Regions from separate parts of the Rattus norvegicus genome. Here region 2 is linked to region 1. A link is a contact called in public Hi-C data. All regions are on one chromosome and are shown on one strand. Each heading gives the region's core, a stretch centred on a gene start, on an enhancer-like site or on the middle of the called end of the contact. The rest is flanking DNA. Distances are from core to core; before and after follow the strand shown. Region 1 holds the start of Inpp5b (inositol polyphosphate-5-phosphatase B). Region 2 overlaps Inpp5b (inositol polyphosphate-5-phosphatase B).

Region 1 (6,901 bases), core at 2,388-4,887:
AAAATCTCATTGTGTATGTATGGCATATGTGCTTGTTAGTGTAGATGTGTACACACATGCCTATGGGTGGTCATATACACGTGCATGTAGAAGCTACAGGTTGACTTCAAGTATTTTTCCTCAGTTACTCCCCTTTTTTTTTTAAAAAAATTAATTGGTTTTTATTTTAGATTTTAGACTTCTTTATTTTATGTGTGTGAATGTTTTGATTCCATATGTGTATGTGTACCATCTCTGTGCCTACTGGCTTTGGCGGAGGTCAGACGAGGGTGTCAGATTCCCTGGAACTGGAGTTATTCATGTCTGTAAGTGACCATGTAGGTGCCAGGTCCTCTACAAAAGCAACAAGTGCTTTTCACCTCCAAGCCATCTCTCCAGTCCCTGCACTTTTATTTTTTGAGATAGTCTTTCAGCTAGAATTTTTTTTTTTTTTTTGGTTCTTTTTTTCGGAGCTGGGGACCGAACCCAGGGCCTTGCGCTTCCTAGGCAAGCGCTCTACCATTGAGCTAAATCCCCAACCCCTTTCAGCTAGAATTTATGTGCTATCATTTAGCACATGAGCTTCAGGGATCCACCCTGTCTCTCTCTACCTTCTCTAGCTTCTTTAAGAATTACTTCGGGGCTGGGGATTTAGCTCAGTGGTAGAGCGCTTACCTAGGAAGCGCAAGGCCCTGGGTTCGGTCCCCAGCTCCGGAAAAAAAGAACCAAAAAAAAAAAAAAAAAAAAAAAAAAAGAATTACTTCATGGTGAACAACAATGCCAACCAACCAGAGCTTCCAGGGACTAAGCCACTACCCAAAGACTATACTTGGACTGACCCTGGGCTCTAACTGCATAGTTAGCAACGAATAGCCTAGTAAGAGCACCAGTGGAAAGGGAAGCCCTTGGTCCTGCCAAGACTGAACCCCCCAGTGAATGTGATTGTTGGGGGGAGGGCGGTAATGGGGGGAGGATGGGGAGGGGAACAACCATATAGAAGAGGAGGGGGAGGGGCTAGGGGGATGTTGGCCCAGAAACCGGGAAAGGGAATAACAATTGAAATGTAAATAAGAAATACCCAAGTTAATAAAGATGGAGGGGAAAAAAAGAATTACTTTATGGGGCTGGAGAGATGGCTCAGTTGTTAAGAGCACTGACTGTTCTTCCTGAAGTCCTGAGTTCAATTCCCACCAACCACCTGGTGGCTCCCAACCATCTGTAATGGGATCTGATGCCCTCTTCTAGTATCTGAAGACAGCTATAGTGTACTTATATATAATAAATCTTTAAAATCCTTTGTGTGTGTGTGTGTGTGTGTGTGTGTGTGTGAGAGAGAGAGAGAGAGAGAGAGAGAGAGAGAGAGAGAGAGAGAGAGATAGGAAAAGAGCTCAGTCAGGACCTGCAACAGAGTATCATCTATGTAAAAACAAGAGAAGCCATGTGGACATGGGGCTCTGGTGAGTATATGATGGATGTAAGCATGAATAAATGTGTGTGTGAGTGTGAGTGTGTGAATTTGTGTATGAGTGTGTGAAGGTGTGTGTGAATGTGTACGTGTGTGAGTGTGTGTGAGTGTGTGTGTGTGTGCCTGCATGCGCCTCAAGTGTACCAGACCAGAGGAGACTATCTGAACTCGTGGGACTGGAGTTACAGGTGGCTGTGAACCATCCAGTGTGAGTTCAGGGAACTGAATTCTCTACAAGAACAAGTGTTCCCAACCACCTAGCCATCTCTCCACACCTCTGCTTTTAACACGGGTTCTAGGAATCTAAACTCAAACTCAAGTCCTCATGCTTGTGTGGCAGGCACTTCCTTCGCTAATGGACCCATTTCCAGCTCCCCCTCCCCCCCCCCCGGCCCCTGCGCTTGAGGACAAGGACAAACACACACACACACACACACACACACACACACACACACACACACGCACGCACGGGTTCAGATCCCTTGAAATTGGAGTCACAGAGATTGTAAGCCACTGGAGGTGGGTGGTGAGAACCAAACTCGGGCCATCTGCAGAAGCAGTATGCATTCCAACCACTGAGCCATCTCTTCAACCCCATCCCTGAGGTAGGGTCTCACTGTTAGCCTAGGCTAGCTTAGAACTCACTATGTATCCCAGGATGGCCTGGAATTTGTCACAGTCCTCCCTCAGCTTCCAGAGGGCTGGGATTCCTGGTGCAATCACTCATTCCTAGTTCAACCCTCTGAACTTTACTCTAGATAAACAGAGCTATGAAGAACAATTTGCATAGGATCACAACATCTGGATTTAAACTCAGGCACTCACAGGAGCCCAAAATCGGGCCAAGTGTGATACCTTCCTCTTCTCCATATCATATCTTGCTGATTATAAAAGGTTTAGAACACGGTGTTCCAAGAACACTGTCATTGTGTTAATCAGTCTAGGAGAGTCAGATGGAATGACTGAAGTCGAGTTGGAGGATACTGAAGAACAACCCATGGCCCACACAGGCAGTCTGAGCCCTACTTACGCATGCTCCTGGACGTCATTTTCCAGCCGGTATCGCACCAGCCCGAGCAGGCGACTCTGCCTGCTGTCTCCCTTACACAGCACACCTTGTACTGCCTGCTGCTCAGAGTGAAGGGAAACTGAAAGGCAAGAATGGAACCTCCCCATCGGCCCACTCCACCACGCTGCCTTTCCCCGCTCCTACTGGCAAATGACTTCACCTCTCCGAGCTTTCCTCATCTGCAAAATGGGTATAATAGTCCCCAACTTCGCAGCTGGTTGAGAAAATAGCTACATATTTAAAGCACCTGGTAGAGAGAGACCAGAGCCAAGTGAATACTTGGTAAATATTGGTTTACCTTTTCCCATATGGCTTAGAGAGAAAAATTTCCATACCCTCCATCCCACCTCCCAAGGCTAAAGCAGGCATGAGCTGGACGGCAGCCTACAGCTGGGAAGGATATGATGACGCAGTATTCCCCCTCAACCAGGGTCTCCTGGATTGCCACAGACTGGTCCATGCTGATCTGTCAAACCCTGGGATAGAGAAGTTGGGAACCTCCCATGCTGTATTAGAGCTGCTTCACGGCACTGCGGGGATGGAGGAGGCGTTTGTGGAGGGAAAAGAGAGAGCCTGGTCGTCTTGCTTCTCCTTCCGGTCCTTCCCCCTCTTTCCTACAATGGGCCTCTCAACGTTTCCAGAAAATGGGTTTCCACCTCTCTGCTCCTTGCTGGATGTTGCCCCAGATGTTCCCAGTGGGGTTCAGTATGCTTGCCCGTCTCCTTGCTTCTGGGTATATCTCTGATGCCCTCTTCAGGGAGCAGTTATGGTCCGTCTGGCTCTTCTCTTGGAAAGGTTGGTGGTGTGTCCAAATAGGGATGGGGAGAAAGACTTCGCCTTAGTCTCATCTAGGAGCGACTTATACTGGAGAAATAACCCAGCCCCACTGCTCTTTCCTTGGAGCCTGGAAGTGTCCCGTTGCTCCTTGCCCCTCACCCCACCCAACAGGCCCGTTGCATCAGCAGCAGATTAGGAGTGTCCATTCTGGCACCCACAGGACAGGGACCCCAGCAACCAGCTTGCAGACTCCCTCCCACTCTGCACCCATTTCAGACCCTTGTCTTTGCAGCCTACCTCCTGAGCTGTCACCGGTAGGCCTGCAGGACACCGACGTCCCAGGCCAGATCAGGGACTACATTTCCCAGCGGCCCTGGCGTCACAGGACGGACAGCCAGCCTGCAAGTCCCAGCATGCCCCAGTCGATCCTAGGCGAGTAGGTGGGGCTCTCCGCCCTGACCCTATTTAAGTTTCTGGACTCTAGAGTCTGTATTCAAGCATACTCAGGCGTCCCAATTCTGGAAAGGCGTGAGGAACGCCTTTCTCAGCCCACCAAATCAAAGGGCCAAGACCCCTGTCCAAGGCAGAAGGAAGGTGGTCATGTTACCCTAACGGAAAAAAATAATAACTTTTATTTTCGAGTTAATTTCATCCTCAATTCTTCACATTCAGAAAGGGACAACTTTCTATTTTCCTGAAACATTTCCAATTAATTACCCTGCCCTGACGTGATGTAAGTCACCTTCTCCTCTTCCCAGGTGGAGAAACTAAGGAACAGAGAGGCCAAACTGACAAAGCCTGCAGCCAGTAAGTGTTGCATGCCCAGAGGGAAGTCCAACTCTAATTCCTGTGTCATTTTTCCAGGTAGGAACTCGCAAATGTTCTTCTGGCCCATCTAGCGCTTCTGTTCACAGACAGAACATGAAATGTCTTGGAGTCTTTATCTGTAACTCGGTGATGACTACCACCAGGCTGGGTGGAGGACTCTTGTCCTACAGCGAAGGGCGATGTGGCCCTCTTGGCTCGTCTCTTTATTTCTTTAAAGATCTATTCAGTTCATTTGTAAACATTTATTTTTAATCTTTTTTAAGATTTATTATATATAAGCACATTGTAGCTGTCTTCAGACTCACCAGAAGAGGACATCGGATCTCATTACAGATGGTTGTGAGCCACCATGTGAACTCAGGACCTCTGGAAGAGCAGTCAGTGCTCTTAACCACTGAGCCACTCTCCAGCAGCCTCGGTTTGTTTTTAAATGTATGTGTATGTGTGCGTGTGCTTACATGAGTTTATGTGCACTGTGTGTGTGTGTGTGTGTGTGTGTGTGTGTGTGTGTGTGTGTGTGTGTATGCCCAAGAAGGACAGAGGTCATTAGATCCTCGGGGCTGGTTACAGGAGGCTGTGAGCTACCTGTTGTGTGTGGTGGGAACTGGGTCCCAAGAAAGAGCAATAAGTGCTCTTAACTAAGGAGCCATCTCTCTTATGGAAACCCCCAGATCTTTTGGACAGTCCTGAGTGGGTTTTGTTCTCAAATTCCTTTCCCACATTCTGTTGGTCACTTGCCCTGAAAGGAGCCATTCTCTTCCAGGCTCCATTGTTCCCTTCTAGGTTAAGACTATATACAGCTCAAGACAGGACAGAAGAAGCTAGCTCAGATTAAAGAGTCTAGAATGGTTCTCTCTCAACTGCTGGCTATCTCAGTGAGCTGGATGTTCCCTGAGGACCAGCCTGAGTCTTGCCCTCACACTCTTTTTTTTTTTTTTCTTTTTTTTCAGAGCTGGGGACCGAACCCAGGGCCTTGCGCTTCCTAGGCAAGCGCTCTACCACTGAGCTAAATCCCCAACCCTTGCCCTCACACTCTTGTGCAATTTCTGGCATAGTGGCTCTGAGAATTTCATTTATTTATTTTGAGCAGTACTGAGGATGGAACCTAGGAACCCAGGGCCTCACACCTGCCAAGCAAACACTCCAGGACTAAGCCACGTCTCCAGCCCGGAACATGCTCGTCCAGCTGATTAGCTTACTGAACATAATTGCTTTTCAACTTTTCCCCAAAGGAAAGGAACAGCAGGTGGGGCAGTGCTGCAGAACGGATGGCCACTGTGACTTTATTGACGTTGTTTTGAAACAAGGACTCATTCGTTAACCCAGGCTGGCCTAGGATTTGCCTCAAACTCATAATTCTCCTGTTTCAAGCTTTCAATGCCGGCCATTGTAAGTTTTAAAAATAATTTTAGGGGTTGGGGATTTAGCTCAGTGGTAGAGTGCTTGCCTAGCAAGCGCAAGGCCCTGGGTTCGGTCCCTAGCTCCAAAAAAAAGAAAAGAAAAAAAATAATTTTAAATGTTTATGTGTATTTATTGCTTACACACACACACACACACACACACACACACACACACACAAAACTCCTCACTTGTAGGAGTTGGTTCCTCCCACTGTGTGGTACAGGGATTGAATCATCAAAGTCAGGCCATTGGGCTTGGCAGCACGTGATTTTTACCTACTAAACTGTCTCACTGACCCCCACCCCCACCACTGGGGGGGATAACCTTTAACAACCTGCCCCCTCCTTTTTGTTCTGAATTGAATTCTGATAACCAGTTCAGCCTGCATGTTGCAAACCCCTTCCAGATTCTTCCCGATCTTTCTAGAAACATCCACAGCACAACTGGAGTTCAAGTTCATTGAACTGCAATTTCAGAGTCACATGGGGGATGAAGGGAAAGGGAATTGGTTAGAGATGAAGGCACTGAAAGTCACTGAAGGAAATCAGGGAAACCCCTTAATGCTGATGGCTAGAGAGGAGGGTCTGGGGAAATGGCACAGGCAAGGCAGTTTGTACAGATGAAACTATCTCTGCAGGATTTAGGGGTCTTCCCACAAAATGTAGGCCAGACAGGTGTACCCCCCCCCATTCCTACAAGTTCAAACCTCTTCTTGAGATTAAGGACAAGGACATGCCACCTTGGAGGACCCAAGGCCTAGACCCTGTGAGTAGGAAAGAGGAGTCTGGACTCAATAAGTCGCGCTCTCTAAAGATACAGCAACAGGATCTGGAGCAGGGAGAGGTGAAGGCTTACAGTGTACACATAGTCATCTCAGATGTTGCTTGCTGAACCCAAGTAGTAGACGACTGGGGCCAGGAATGAAGCAAAGGGAGGAGCTTCTCTGTAGCTACAATGGGGAACCAGGGCAGGGGGGTTCCTGGTGACTCTTGGAGTGGCCTTATTGAACGTAAAGGTCCCATCTGGCTGGAGGCAGCTACCTGAGCTCAAAGCTTGACAGCACTCAGATAGCAGGGCCCAGTCACAGCTCCACCACACTTGAGTGTGCCTGCCATGCAGGCCTGTCTGTAGCCTTCAGTGTAGCCTGAGCTGGACCATTTGAGCTATAAGAATAGGCAGGACCTGGGTTGGGGATTTAGCTCAGTAGTAGAGCACTTGCCTAGTAAGCACAAGGCCCTGGGTTCGGTCCCCAGCTCCGAAAAAAAGAAAAAAGAAGAAAAAAAAAAAAAAGAATAGGCAGGACCATTTATGTTATCCTTGTCCTTCCCCCAGCTCTAGAAGGTCCGAAGTCTTAATGAAACTAGAACTGAGCTGAGCTCAGC
Region 2 (6,136 bases), core at 22-2,521, 36 kb before region 1:
ATGTGCAAGGCCCTGGATTTGATTCCAAACGCCATCAAAAATAAAGGGAATCACTTAACAACCTCAGGGACTCTTAGAGTAGAATAGAGAAAGTGACAAAGGCATCCAACTACACTGATGGAGGGAAGGAAAGTGTGAACCACAAAACTCTAAAGATGAGTAGCCAGTTTGTAAACCTAGGGGCAAATGGGAAACCACATGCACAGTGCTCCAGTTCCGACTGCGGTTAAGATGGGCACAGATGAGCCTCTGTGGAACCACTGCACATGAGCACCGAGGAAAGGGGTGGTGAGTGACGTAAGCCAAGCGACCCACTACTGAAACAGGAGAGTTCAGACGAGCAAAGAAAGAGAGCTAGAAAGAGCCATGTGGCTATGGATATAGAAAGAACCACCCGCAACTCCAACGTCAGCTATGCCGCTGGCCTCCCAGGTCCCCTACAAACACGAGTCACATACTCACACATACACACATGATTAACATTAAATTAAAACTCACACAGGGATGTCGATGTTGTTCAATTGCAAGAATGCTTGTGTAGCATGCATGAAGCCCTGGGTTCAGTTCCCCAGCACCATGTAGACTGTGTGTGGTCTTTTAGAACAACCCTGCCGTTAGGGAGATAGAGGCTGGGAGGCCAGAAGTTCAAAGTCACTCTCAACTACACAGTGAATTTGAGTGTAGGACACATGAGACCGTTTCTCAAAGGACAAACTTGTGCCCCATCCCCAGGCCCCCTCCCCACACACAGTCCTTTGCTGTCCTCTGAGAACCAAAAATACACAAGAGCAGCATGCATGCCTGATGTGAGACCTTAGGTTCTAATACTGTCTTCCAATAGTGGGCTCCTGAGAAGCACTGCTATTTAAGGATTGAGAAAGGAAACACAGAAAGTAAGCTTTAAGTACCTGACAGTGCTAGAAAATAGGAAAGTGCTAAAAATATGTAAAATCATTATCATCATCATCACTACCACCACCACCACCACCATCATCATCACCATCATCATCACCACCATCATCACCATCATCATCAAGGGATGATAAAACAAATGAGAAGACATAAATCTCCCAAAGAGAATTCCAAATAACTCACGTAGCAGCTTTTCTTTCACAGAGGAAGCTAACTCCCTACTCCTTAGGGTGAACTGTGCGGAGTGACTTCCTTCCAATCCATGAAGCCGGCAAAGAAGGAAAACCAAAGCTCTGTGGAACAGAAATGTGACAGGCACTTCCTCGGCTAAGTGGTCAAGGTTCAACTGTGATAAGTCACGTTGATGACCTACATCCCTGCCGGACAGACTGCTCCCTGCCCCCCTGCAGAGTCCCTGTTTAAGGACAAAAAGAAGTAGTCCTGAGAGCTGTCACCAAAGGTCATCGAAAGCAAGGCAAGACTGAGAAACTGCCACAGATCAGAGGAAACTAAGGGGACACATGAGAGTTCAGTGTCATGGGGGTCCTGGACAGGACTATGGGTAAAAGTCCAAGGAAATCTGAGTGTGCGCTTTGGTTAATAATAATCTGTTGGAGCTGGAGAGATGGCTCAGTGGTTAAGAGCACTGACTGCTCTTCCAGAGGTCCTGAGTTTAATTCCCAGCAACCACATGGTGTCTCACAACCATCTGTAATGGGATCTGATGCCCTCTTCTGGTGTGGCTGAAGACAGCGACAGTGCACTCACATACATAAAATATCATCATCCATCTACACAGATCTCATACTGTTAACAAATGTGTCATCAATAGTGCAAAACAGTGATGCAGGAAACTGATGTGTGGTGAGGACATTTTTTCTGTACTGTTTTCACAGAAAAGTAAAGCTGTTCTGACAGAAACGGGGCACACGATTTAATCCCAGCACTCAGGCGGCAAAGACAGGTGGACCCTTGAGTTCATGGCCAGCCTGGCCTACAAAGCGAGTTCCAGGACAGCCAGGGCTACACAGAGAAACGCTGACTCAAAGGGAAAAAAATAAGTTCTAAAATATACAAGATTTTAGAATTGGGAGCTGAGGCGAAAACCCCACAAAAAGCTTCATCTCTGTCCAGCCTCTGCTCTTGTCCTGTGTCTTTTCAATCTTCTGCCCCAAACTTCCTCTCAGGCTTCTAGGGCCCAGCCTCGTCTCTAATTTTCCATGAACTGCTGCTTATGGTAACTGATAAGCATGTGGACGGCCAAATGCAGCCCAGTTAGCACAGCCGGCAGCATCGTACACGTTCACCTCCTTCAGTAGATACCTGATGGGTCTCACTGCTTCCTTTGTTTGGGAAGCCAGTCCTCCCTTTTGCCACCCCATGCCCTAGCAAGATCCAAAGCGAAGCACCTCTTCCCTATCTGTTCTCTTGCTCAGCTCCTAACCTCATTCATTTGCCCTTGGAGTTCAATTTTTCTTTATTTTCTTTTTTTTTTTTTCTATTCTTTTTTTCGGAGCTGGGGACTGAACCCAGGGCCTTGCGCTTCCTAGGCAAGCGCTCTACCACTGAGCTAAATCCCCAACCCCTTTCTTTATTTTCTAAGTGACTGCTGGGGATTTAAACGCTCTTAGCCACTGAGCCATCTCCCTAGCCCTAGTGTACTCACATACATGCACACATGGATCCGTCAGTCACGGTCTGTCTGTCTCTCTTTCCCTGATTTATTCATTTATGTACGTGATGGTCTTGCCTACATGTATGTATGTGCACCACCTGTGTGCCCGGTGCCAGAGGAGATTAGAAGACAGCACAGATCCCCTGGAACTAGAGTTACAGGATGGCTGTGAGCCACCATGTGGGTGCTGGATACGGAACCTAGGTCCTCTGCAAGAGCAACAAGTGCTCTTAATCTCTAAGCCATCTCTCCAGCACCTCCACATGGGCCTCTTGCTTCATAAATGTGAGTGGGAGCACAAGGAAGCCAGGCCAGGAGTGAGACTCCGTGGCTTGTCTTAAGAAAATGGCAGACAAGGGGTTGGGGATTTAGCTCAGTGGTGGAGCGCTTGCCTAGCAAGCGCAAGGCCCTGGGTTCAGTCCCCAGCTCCGAAAAATAGAAAAAAGAAAAAGAAAATGGCAGACAAGTTGAACACAGAGAAACTATCAGCTTCAATAAGACCTTGCCTAGAAAAATGGAGCTACACTGTCCAGTGAGAAGGCTCAGTAGGTAAAGGCTCTTGACACCAAGCTGACAATCTGCGTTCAATCCCCATAGGGACCCACATAGAGAAAGAAAAGAGAATTATCCCCTCCTAATTGTCCTCCGGTTCCACCTGTGTACTGAGACAGTTTCCCTCGTGGCCTCAAACCCATAAGGATCCACTTGCCCCTGATTCCCAGGTACGAGGAGTAAAGAACGCATCACCATAGCCAGCTTCAAAAATTTTTGTTTTAGCCAAATGTGGTGGTGCATGTCTTTAGTCCCAGCACTTGGGAGGCAGAGGCCAGCCTGGTCTACATATCAAGTTCCAGGACAGCCAGGGCTATACAGGGAAGCCCTTTCTTGAAAAAACAAAAAGAAACAAACAAAAAGAGGTAGACAGATCTCTACGAGTTCAAGGCCTACCAGGTCAATATACTGAGTTTCAGGACAAGCAGGGCTAAGGCTAAAGATCCTGCCTCAAAGACAGATAAAAAATAAAATTAAAACAGAGATTCAGAAGAGTGTCCTGCCCACCAAGGAGGCCATCCACTAGGAAAAGCAGAGTGAAGTTTTCTAAACACCTTAAGAGTCTCTATCTACAGGCTGGAGAGATGGCTCAGTGGTTAAGAGAACTAACTGGCTGCTCTTCCAGAGGTCCTGAGTTCAATTCCCAGTAGTTCACGACCATCTGTAATGGGATCTGGTGCCCTCTTCTGGTGTCTAAAGACAGCTATACTCGCATACATAAATAAATATGTACTATACAATGTACTCGCATACATAAAATAAATAAATCTTTTTTTAAAAAAAAGTCTCTATTTACATCATTCAAGAATCCGGAGAAAATCCAAAAACCACAAGCTCCACTGTGAGCCCAGGTACTCTGGGCCTTTAGGAAGCCCCCAGTCAGACTCCTCCAGTTTGCCCTGGGATGCTATGGAAAACTATATGATTAATGAAAATAAAATTTGCCTCATGGCACACACATAACAACTAAACAGAGTCTCAGATTTGCATTTCTGTTCTATACCTTTCATCTGATTTCCATCTAGTTCCTTCTCCCATGTCCTGGCTTCACCTTCTGCATCCCAGTAAATGGTCCCAGCATTCAACCAGCTGATCAGAGCAAGGATCTCACAAATACTGGGCACATATTTATTTTATGTATGCGAGTACACTTCAGCTGTCTTACAGCATATGCCTGTAATCTCAGTGCTGGGGAGGCTGAGGCAGAAGAATTACCTCAAATGAGACCAGCCTGGGCTATGGTGTACAGCTGACAAAACAAGACAATAAAAGAACTTAGGGCTCCGACTAGCAGGATGGGGCATACCTATAGTCTTGGTATTTGGAGACCACTGCTGTGGGAAGATAGCCTGAGCTATTTAGAACTGACCTAAAACAAGCAAACAAACCACACCAAGACCTTTCCTCGTTCACACGCATTTAATTCACTGACAGGTGAAGCAAGTTCTGCCTTCGAAACCACGGCCAGGAGTTCTCACAAGACTACAGCAGCAGCTTCCTGTCTGCGTGCTTGCTTACATAAGGCCTATTGTCGGTTTCCCATAAAGTAGCCGTAGCAAACCTTAAAGTACCAAGATGAGGTCACTTCTCTGCTAAAATTTTTCGAATAGCTTCCCATTACACTGAGAATAAACCTCACCCTCAGAAGCAAGAGTTGAGAAGGCCCTGCCCTGGGCCTCTGAAGCCTCTGGGCCTCACACATCCTGGCCTTGCCATCCTTCCTTCTTTGGTGTCAAGATCATTGCCATGCCCAGGGCTTTGCTCTTACTGCTCCCTCTGTCTGGGATTCACTTCCTCCTGACACCCACACTGCTAACTCCTCCTTCCATCGAAGCCTGGGCTCAGACGTTGGAAATTCATTTGGACACTGTGGCAGACCCTGCTCCCCACAGGTGCTCAAATATCCCTCTTCTTTCAATCTAGAAACTCCTAAATTTCCTCAGCTCACAGCACCTACTGTCAAAATATGCATTTATTTCCATAGGGGAGGAGGGCACACATACACGCCACCATTCACTTGTCAGAGGGCAACTGAAAGAGTTACTTTCTCCTTCCACCATGTGTGTCCTGGATCAAACTCAGGTCACCAGGCTTTGAAGGGAGCGTGTTCGCCCACTTCACCCTCCCTGTCGCTTTACTTCTAGGTCAGAAAATACGCAGCAGAGAGTTCCAGGCCAGTCAGAGGTACATAATAGGGAGACCTTGTCTCAAAAACTGAAAACAACAACCAAAACTACCAGAAGTTCTGTCTAGAAGTGGTGGAGTACACTCAGAATTCCCGCACTTGGAGGACCAGGTGGGAGGACTGCCCTGAATTCAAGATCAACCTGAGCTACAGAGTGACCCATTTAAAAAATGAATTGATTACTTGATTAAAAACAGATGAAAGGGGGCTGGGGATTTAGCTCAGTGGTAGAGCGCTTACCTAGGAAGCGCAAGGCCCTGGGTTCGGTCCCCAGCTCCGGAAAAAAAAGAACCAAAAAAAAAAAAAAAAAAAAAAAAACAGATGAAAGGGCTGAGGGTCTATAGCTTGGTAGTAGGGCACTTGCCTAGCATGTATGAAGCCCTGGGTTCAACTCCTCAGGAACAAAATATGCGCACACATACACTTGTATTAAAGGCTTATTTTACTTTTTCTCCTGTGTTTGCCTGTGAGTCTGTGTCTGGGCGTGTGTGCGTGAGTGTGGGTGCACATGAAGGCCAGAAGAGGACACTGAATCCAAAATGTGTCCAACACAGACGCCGGGAACCAAACCCTGTCCTCTGCAAGAATAGCGAGCCCTCAACCTTTGAAACCCACCCCCACCTCCTCCTTCTCTTCACCACCCCTCATTTTTTGTCTTTTGAGACAGGATCTCAACATTTATCACAGTCTGACCTCAAATATCCAGCGCTCCTTCGTCCTCAGCCTCCTATGCACTGGGATTGCAAACCTGTGTTGCCATGGTGAGTCCCAAAATTCCTGAATGCTGACATGGTGCTCACAAACGGAAAACT

What was found. Hi-C and Micro-C count contacts between places; a contact is called where the count stands out from the background.
Region 2: a Hi-C map of liver shows a contact between it and region 1, with 2.6 times the contacts expected there. The contact joins the enhancer-like site here to the promoter of Inpp5b in region 1. A contact is called at or near these places in 3 of 12 Hi-C or Micro-C datasets (hepatocytes and liver).

The regions. Positions count from the first base shown.
Region 1 is chr5:142,278,190-142,285,090 of GRCr8, reverse strand. It overlaps Inpp5b (inositol polyphosphate-5-phosphatase B), which reads right to left and starts at 3,637. Exons shown (of 24, transcript NM_001100755.1): 1 at 3,588-3,637; 2 at 2,917-3,299; 3 at 2,475-2,569. The coding sequence starts at 2,973. LOC120102976 (a long non-coding RNA gene) reads left to right here and starts at 3,604. Exons shown (of 3, transcript XR_005504990.2): 1 at 3,604-3,730; 2 at 4,049-4,154; 3 at 4,382-5,635.
Region 2 is chr5:142,312,961-142,319,096 of GRCr8, reverse strand. The region is part of intron 7 of Inpp5b (inositol polyphosphate-5-phosphatase B); the gene reads right to left. Among named protein-coding and RNA genes, the nearest start is that of Mtf1, 31 kb to the left of the region's middle. Within about 2 kb of position 1,271, at least 1 of the 93 cell types and tissues checked has an H3K27ac peak or open chromatin away from gene starts, as enhancers often do. A contact at or near this core is called in liver, where this site is marked.